2 separate regions of the Sus scrofa genome follow, and region 2 is linked to region 1. Evidence: chromatin contacts called from public Hi-C data. All regions are on one chromosome and are shown on one strand. The core of a region is the stretch at or near the end of the contact, and the rest is flanking DNA. Distances in the headings are between cores, read along the strand shown. Region 1 holds the start of RIF1 (telomere-associated protein RIF1). Region 2 holds the start of NMI (N-myc-interactor).

The links. A called contact is a pair of places that touch in the nucleus more often than the background predicts.
Region 2: a Hi-C map of skeletal muscle shows a contact between it and region 1, with 2.6 times the contacts expected there. The contact joins the promoter of NMI here to the promoter of RIF1 in region 1. A contact is called at or near these places in 5 of 47 Hi-C or Micro-C datasets (embryonic fibroblasts, fibroblasts, liver and 2 more) and 1 of 2 datasets of contacts at active chromatin or transcription factors (alveolar macrophages).

What each region holds. Positions count from the first base shown.
Region 1 is chr15:830,273-834,888 of Sscrofa11.1, reverse strand. RIF1 (telomere-associated protein RIF1) reads left to right here and starts at 2,853. Exons shown (of 35, transcript XM_021076097.1): 1 at 2,853-2,998; 2 at 3,359-3,472; 3 at 4,234-4,312. The coding sequence starts at 3,369.
Region 2 is chr15:939,473-943,931 of Sscrofa11.1, reverse strand. NMI (N-myc-interactor) reads right to left here and starts at 2,553. Exons shown (of 11, transcript XM_003359414.4): 1 at 2,428-2,553; 2 at 2,209-2,334.

The DNA of each region.
Region 1 (4,616 bases), core at 1,604-4,103:
ATAGAGTAGATGAGTGAAAGACTTCATTAAAAGATGTGATTTTAGGAGTTCCTGCTGTTGCTCAACAGGATCTGCAGCCCCAGGACACAGGTTCCACCCCTCGCAGGCACAGTGGGTTAATGATCAGGTATTGCCTTAACTGCCGCTGGAATCTGATTCCTGGCCTGGGGACCCTATATGCTACAGGGAGGCTGAAAAATAAAAATAAAAATAAAAATTTTTAAAAGATGTGATTTTAGTTAATCATTGATTACATTTGAAAAATTGACTTAATGTTCTAAACACAAGAAACAACACAGGCCTTTAAAGACATAGAAAAGTTAGAGATCGTGGCAAGCTATTCAGAATCTGGCTGACGTGGGGGCAAGGCTAGAGGTGAAGCAGTGGTCCAAATAATAGGCTTGTGTGTTATGCCAAGAGTTTTGCAATTCATCCTGTGGTTGATGGAACTGCAAAGGATTTCAGGTATGGGAATGACAATGATAAAATATTACATAACATTTTAGGAGATCATAGTTCTACACATTTGAAAGAGAAGGATGAACATTCCAACCTCTTTGTTACAAATGATCAATTAGAAAAAAAAAAAAATAGAACAGGAGTTCTTGCTGTGGTGCAACTGGGTCTGTGGTGTCTATGAAGTGCTGGGATGCAGGTTGGAACCCCTACCCAGTTCAGTGGGTTAAGGATCTGGAATTGCTACTGTGGCATAGGTTGCAATTGTGGCTCAGATCAGATCCCTGGAATAGGAACTCCAGATGCAATGAGGTGCAAGAAAAAAAAAAGGAGAGAGAGAATAGGACGAAGACCCTATATGCAAGAAATTTACATTCTAATGAAGGGACAATTAAAAATAGATATATAATGTAATATCAGATAGTGATAAGTGATAGACAGTAAAGCCAAATAAGGCACACAAGGATTGGGTGAAGGTACTTGTCTTAAGGCAAACTCAGTGTTCTTTCCACTATCCACTAATCTCATAGCTACCATAAAAAAAATAGGGTTTCAGGATCATCTTTCACTTTCCTATACAACGGCTCCATTATACTGAAACTCAGTGTTGCAAACCTGCCCACATATTTCACTCATTGACTAATAACTTCTTAACCTTCCTTTTTTTTTTTTCTTTAGGGCTGCACCTGGGGCACATGGAAGTTCTCAGGTTAGGGGTCGAATCGGAGCTGCAGCTGCTAGCCTGCTCCACAGCCATGGCAACTTAGGAGCTGGGCCATATCTGTGACCTACACTGCAGCTTGTGGCGACGTCAGATTCTCAACCCACTGAGCGAGGCCAGGGATCGAACCTGAATCCTCATGGTTAATAGCTGGGTTCTCTGCCACTGAGCCAGACGAGACTTCACCATCTTAAATATCTGGGTTGTCGTGCTTCTGACCAGAAAATGAGGAGCAAATTCCCCTTCAAAGGTTAAGGAACTTATCAGGCTGCACTGAAAACCTTTCTCCGACATTACTTCCATAGTGTCTCTACACTTAACCAGACACAGCTCATTATTTCCTATTTCTGTAGGTTGGCTCACACAAAGTTGTAGGTCTCCTTCCCTCTCTTTCATCTTTTTGTTTAAAAAACATGCTCTGTGTTGAGCGCTTGGTTTGGCAGAGGCTTTGCTAGGTGCAGATAACACAGAAAAGGGCAAACCACCGCTAATAGTTGTGTGTGGATAAGTAAAAGCTCAAGCCAGGTGCAGAGAACCCATGAGGCCACAGTGGAAGGACCAGATGCTGTTGGGCCTTAGTTGCCTGGTTTAAAGTTGACAAAATTACTCAAGAGACTCAGAGGTCTAGGAAAAGGGGAGCAACATATTAGCACTAAGAACCAACTTTCATTAAGAGTTTACTGTAGGAGTTCTCGTCGTGGCTCAGTGATTAACATATACGACTAGGAACCATGAGGTTGCGGGTTCGATCCCTGGTCTTGCTCAGTGGGTTAAGGATCCAGCGTTGCCGTGAGCTGTGGTGTAGGTCGCAGACGTGGCTCGGATCCCGAGTTGCTGTGGCTCTGGCGTAGGCTGGTGGCTACAGCTCCGATTCGACCCCTAGCCTGGGAACCTCCATATGCCGCGGGATCAGCCCTAGAAAAGGCAAAAAGACAAAAAAAAAAAAAAAAAAGTTTGCTGTAGTTTCTCCAAGTGTTAAGTCCTAGCCAAACCCCACCCTTCAACCTCTGAGGCCTAATAGAAGAATGCAGATCCTACCTAAATCTACCTAATCACAATGCCTAAGGGCGGGTCCCAGAAGCTTGCAGTTTAATTATGAATAGCCCCAGGCCATTGTTATGTACACTTAAAACTTGAGAGTCCCTGGCCTCTCCAACCTCTTCTCACTTGGCTTTCTCCTGAATTAGATACTATTATCATCCCTATTTTACTGAGGAGGAAGTTGAGGCATAAAAAGGTTGATTAACTTGCCAAGGTCATGAAGAACAAGAGGTTGGAATCTAGACCAATCTAAATGCAGGTCTTAGTCTTTTTTTTAATATATAATGATTTTTATTTTTTTCCATTATAGCTGGTGCAACTCTTAGTCTTAAACATCACCATCCAATTATCTCCTCTTGCTAAATGAGTTGTTGCCAATACTTTAACAAATACTGGAATTGCAATTTGAAGACAGTCTGAAGACCCACTACCTTTAAAATCGGTGAACTTTGGAGATTTACATTTTGAATTTCAAGACCCTCGCTGGTTAAATTTAACCCAACCACCTGCAAGGTGACCTGGGGGGCAGGGAGGGGACACAGCAGGAGAGGGAGAGAGGTGATCGATGACTCCGGTGCGCCACCGCCTGTTGGATTGACTCGAGCCTCTCCGGCTAGGCCTGCCCCACTCGCGCGCGCTCCGGGCCCCGCCCCCGCCGCCATCTTGGTTTAGGAGGGAGCTGGCCGCACGCGTGAGTAAACAGCCCGAGCCGGAAAAGTCGAGCTCTGGCCGCCTCAAGGTGCTACGGGGCGACGGCGGAGGAGACGCAGGCCTGTCTTTGTACGTGGGGTGAATATTGGGATCCCAGTGCTGGGCGGCTGGAAGCTTCGGCCCGGCGCATCCTCCGCCCCCTCGCGGCGAGACGCCTCGCGCCCCGGGTTTCTCCCGCCCCCCGCCGGTCTCCTCCCCCTGTTGAAAGCTGCCCGGGAAAGTGGTGGCGGGAGCGGGCCTGGGCTGGGGCGCGGCGTGGGCCTGGGTGCGTGTGGCGGGGCAGGCGGAGATTCGGACTGTGGGTCCCTCCGCCTCCAGGAGCTCGCGGCGTGGACGCCGTGGGGCTCTGGGGCCGGGTCCCTGCCGGGCCGCGGAGGGGGTTGTTTCCCTCGGTCACCGGCTCTTCCCCTCTTCCGGTCCGGGCCGCAGGGTGGCCGACATGACCGCCCCGGGTCCGAGCCACCTGGCGCCGCTGTTGGAGACTCTGGAAGACCCTTCCGCCTCCCAAGGAGAGCAGACCGACGCTTACCTGACTCTGACCAGGTGAGGCCTGCTGGGGGTGGGGGTGGGGCGCCCTGGTGGGTCTCGGGGAGAGGGTACTGCAGGTGGGGCGCAGCAAGCGAGCTTGTGTATTCTAGAGTCTGGGAGCTGTGCGGGCGCTCGGGTCGCGGGCTGGTGGTGGGGAAGGTATGTGCTCAGTGACGTTCACTGTTGCGGGGGCTGCTGCCCTTGAGGCGTGTGTTTGGAATGAGGAAGCCCGCACGTGTGTCTCGCTTGCAAAGGGTTAGGGAAAGTTTGCTTGGAAGTAAGCGTGCTGGAGTAGAGGTTTTTCAGTGTAAGCCATCTCTGTCTTGGAACAGTGTGGGGCAACCCAGAATTGGCTTTTTAGTAGAGAGCAATAAGCCGAGTTTAATTTAAGTCGCACATGCTTCGCGGCTTATTTTTTCCCCGCAGACCGTATTTTTCTGAGTTACTTAGAGTTACTTGGAAATTACTGGAAAAGGGTTAACAGCAGGTACAAAATGATGAAGATTTGAGTAAATTTCTAAGTAGGGATAGATTTCGCTTTTACATAGTGAAACTGTCAAAATGTGTCTATGGATGCACAAGTTATTGTGAGGGCGGCTTTGCATTTATTTCAGTTGTATACTGTATTATATATTAAGTTATCTTAAGCACTGAGTCAGTTAATTTGCCAGAGTTCTAATATAACATTTAAAAAGATTATGCAGGTATTTCAGGGAGTGATTATAGTTTTTTTATGTCTTCCAATTGCATGAACTTGTGTTCTTTCCGCTTTTAAGTCGTATGACTGGAGAAGAGGGAAAAGAAATCATTATAGAAATTGAGAAAAAACTTCCTCGGCTCTTCAAAGTTTTAAAGGTATGTATCTTTGTTGTTTATTAAATAGCTTGTGGGGAAAATGTTTTGCCAACTCAACTTTGAACGTAAAGTAAATAACAGTAGTATTATTATAGTACTGTTTGAGGATTTACAGTGTATTGAGTGCTGTCTTAATTACCTTACGTGTTTTCTCTTATTTAGTCCTCCAATCCTCCATGTCCCAGTGGGGTTACTCTTTAATCCCCACTTTGCAGAAGAAATTGGTTTAACTTGCCTGAAGTTGCCAAGGCACTTGAATCCAAAACTTGCATTCTTAATGTAAAAGTGGTGATCAGAGTTCAGT
Region 2 (4,459 bases), core at 1,304-3,803, 110 kb before region 1:
CCTAAAAAGACAAAAAATAAAATAAAATAAAATAAAATAAAACAAAATAAATTAAAAAGATGGGAGTTCCCGCATGGCATAGCAGGTTAAGGACGTTGCGTTTTCACCGCAGCAGTGGTTGCTGCTGTGGCACAAGTTCAACCCCTGTGGCCTCCCCTCCCCAAAAAATAAAAATAAAACAACTTTAATAAATAAAATAATTTAAAAGATATATTAGTAGCTCTTGATTGCATCAACAACTGCATAGTCCTTACAATAGTGTTCACCCAAGGTCGTACACAATCTAACCCCAACTTACTTCCCAGTCTTCCTAGTCCATTTATACAACTCCTGGACTAAGTCCCTTAACCACATTGATGTCTCTAAGGGTTTCTCTTCTCCTTCCTGTCCCTCAGTGTCACATCCTTTCTCCCCTCCCAACCTTAATCTCCACCTGAGATTCAACATTCATCCCAACCCCCCCCCCAAGTTCTTGAAGCTTCTTCTGATTCCCCCAAAGGACGTTACTTCTCTCCCTATTACCTCTTTGGGGGAACTTTAATTATTTGTGCATCTGCATCATTGTCCATGACTGTGTCATGACCTTAAGGACAGGGACCATGTCCACTCCTTGTATCCATTCAGAGCACAAGTTCACACTCAGAAAACACTCAATATTTATAGAATTGTGTGATATCTTGATCCAGATATCTGTTATGCTCAGTACATCCCAAGTATATGAGGTTCTCTTATTATGCTTCCAAAAAACAGAAGCTGTAACATTATTTGCATTTTTTTTTTTTAGGTCTATACTCTTAAGACCTTGTAGTAAAGGCTCTCGATAATATATTTAATTCATATAAATGGTCTACTACATAAGATCCTCAAAACTTCTTACAGCATATCTAGCATCTGGATACTTTCCCTCTTGGCATGAATGGGAATAGTTTTTCTTTTATGCAATCAGATGGTGGGCAGAATAATGGCTTCCCTTAAAGATGCCCATATCCTAACCTCAAGAATCTGTGAATATGTTAGGTTACTTACAAAGGAGAATTAAGGCTGTTGACTGAATGAAGGTTGATAATCAGGTAGATTTAAAATATAAAGATTTTCCTGGATTCTTGGTGAGGACAAATGTAATCACAGCGTCCTTCTTCAAAGAGAAAGAGGAAAGCAGAAGAGCAGAATCTGAGTGAAATGTGACAAGAGAAGAATGATCAGAGATGCAACATTGCTGGCTCTGAAGACAGAGAAAGAGACGACGGAGCCAAAGAAGGTGAGCAATCTAAAGAAGCTGGAAGAGAGAAAGAAAGCAGATTCATCCCATTAGCCTCCAGAAGGGAAGGCAGCCTACAGACACCTTGATTTTAACCCAAGGACCCCCAACTGGACATCTAACGTATAGAATTTTAATAGAATATACTTAGGGCTCTTAAAGCCTTCAAGTCCGTAGGAATGTATGGCAGTGAATGAAAAAACTAATACAAACCGCCTCCACCAATTTATTACCTATTTCCCTAATATACTCGTATCACTCTGGTGCCCGGCCTAATAGAATTAAATCTTCCCACACGCATGCCTGGCAGCAAAAAGAAAGGAACGAGGTGAAGGGGAAACAGAGGTGGTGATTAATGATGATATAAATAATTAAAAAAAAAAACCTTATGCTTGTTTTATAGACAAGGAAACACCGCCTTCTTTTGTGGATGTCTCTTTCTAAAAGTCCCTGCGTATTCGTAAAAGTGAGGCACGACTGCCAAACCCTGAGCCTGCCAAGAGCGTAAATCTCATTAAGGGATTCTTTTTCCGAAGAACCATCTCCAGAGACACTAGAAGAACAGTGGGGAAACACAAACCGTGTTAAGTTTCAATTTCCGAAATGAAGCAAAGCAAAGGAAACTGGGTCAGAGGCCGGTACGGCACAGAGAAGGCCTCGTGGGCCGGGCAGGCGCGTCCGCTCGCTTGCAGGGCGGTCCCCGCGACCCCGGCTGCGGGCTGCGCAGGAGCACGGCGGTGGGGCTGGGGCTAGGGGTCCCGCAGAGCCGCTGACCACCCGCGCCCCGCCACCACCCCCGCCCCGCCACGCCTGCTCTCGGCCCGGCATTCCCCACCCTCCTCCCACCACGAGGTCCCCGGCCCCGCAGAACTCGCCGGGATGCCACGCATGGCCCGTCCAGCCCATGACTAAGAAGAGCCCGGCAGCGGGGGAACAAGGCGCCCACTTACCCGCCTCGGGCGGCCAAGCGCGGCGACCCGCTTCCGGAAAACTCCCTGGCTGCGCGCTGGGGCTGCCTGGTCGGAAGTACCTTGTACCTTTTTCAAGTGGGTGTCCTCGGGCTCAACAATTTGATGCTTTAAAAAAAAAAAGTAAGAAAGAATGAATTAAAAGAGAAGTAAACTACTCAAATAATGCCTTTCAATCTAGCCACTGCTCGAATGCCAAACCTGTTGTCTCCAATGATTGGTCACTAAGTTATACTTATTTTCACTTTCGATATTTAAAACGTGGTGGTTTTGTTTTTGTTTTGAGAATCTCTTCCTAGAGTATTCCTGTAGTTTCCCTAGATGCTGATTTTAGAACATGTTTTAAAAACCACTCCTTTGTATGTGTATTACAGGACGTATTTTTGGAAAAGTGGATAGAAAACAAAAGTGAGAGTCTCTCACACGATGGTATAACTCTCCCTGTAATTTGCTGGTCTTTATAACCTTAATCTACAAGTGTTTGCAGCCAGCAAGGTCCACTTTTGTGCATTTCTTTTGCAACTTCCCAGGAAGTTGGGAAAGCTGTGATGTTCTGTGGGTTTCTATGACCTGTGTCCCTTGAAAGTTGTCTTCTTTTGTTTTGTGGTGAAGCTTGTAAATAAATACCTCACTAGGTGTGATCTTCTTTGAAATGGAAAACATCTGGTTTATTTCAAGAGTTGCAGGGTTTCTTAATCCTGCAAAAAGAACCACCCCACAGCTGTACTTGGTTGTAAATAGAGCCAGGAAGGAGACATATCAAAATGACTTCCAGGCATCAGTTCTAGTCTATAGTGCTATGCAATCATATGTGATAACTGATACAGTGATCTAAAAGATTAACCAAAGCCGAATTCCTTTATGTCAAGAATATTGATGGCAATCAGTTAAAAGTATCCTTTCTAAGTGAGAAAAATTAAGTGGTGCTTGGACATTTGTGCTCATCAGCCCAGTTAGAAAAGTCCCAACACTCCACCTGCTGCAGCCTGAGAACTACTTTTGTTCTCCCGTTGAATTTTAGAAAACATGAACTCTAGAATTTATTTAGTTCAAACTTCATTTCTTCTTTTTGTTTTTTATAAGAAGATACTAAGCAATAGGATCATGACCAGAGCAGGATTCATGTAAGTTTGACTGCAATCCTGTGAGAGGATAAGGGATGCAGGTATTAGGGAAGACTTTGCCCACTCACCTGCTACGGCTGAGCCATGTAACAATCTGAAAGCAACTCTTCTTCAAATCCAGTACTCTGCAACACTGGGTTCTGAAAATGAATAGTCAGTTCCCAGATGTGTTTTTCTTTTAAAGTATGGTTGATTTACAATATTGTGCCAATTTGTGCTGTACAGCGAAGTGACCCAGTCATACATCTTTATACATTTTTTTTTTTTGTCTTTTGTCTTTTTTAGGGCTGCATTCTCAAGCATAGGGAGGTTCCCAGGCTAGGGGTTGAATCGGAGCTGTAGCTGCCAGCCTATACCACAGCCACAGCATCTCGGATCCAAGACACTTCTGCAACTTACATCACAGCTCACAGTAAGGCCAGATCTTTAACCCACTGAGAAAGGCCAGAGATTGAACCCACATCCTCATGGATACTAGTCAGGTTCGTTAACCACTAAGCCACGGCAGGAACTACTCTATATACATTCTTTTTCTCACATCATCCCCCATCATGTTCTATCTCAAGAGACTGGACACAGTCCCCTGTGCTGTACAGCAGGACCTCATTGCTTATCCGTTCTAAATGTAAGAGTTTGCATCTACTAACCCCAAACTCCCAGTCCATCCCACTCCCTTCCCCTCCCTGCTCCCAGATGTAGTATTGTTCATCATCATTACTGAGAACTCCTAGGCATTTTTGCCAACTACAACATGAGATATACGTATTATTCCCATTTTGCAGATGAGCTAAGGCTTAAAGTGGTGATCCAAAAGCAAGCAATTACTATGTAATGACATTGATGTCTTGCTCTACTCTCAACCACGAAATCAGTGTCTCCACACTGTGTTCTACAGTGTATGAAGAAGAAGGAATCCTATGGGCATGTTTGATTAGGAAACGTTGCATTACTGCATTTACATTTGAGAGATCCCCAGTGCACATCAGCACATTAAGAGTTTTGAGAAATATTGCAGGGGAAAATTAAAGCACACATTTAAAAGTTTAGTTTTGAAAAAAATAAAAAAGTTTAACTTGGAGTTCCCTTTGTGGCTTGGTGGTTAGCAAACC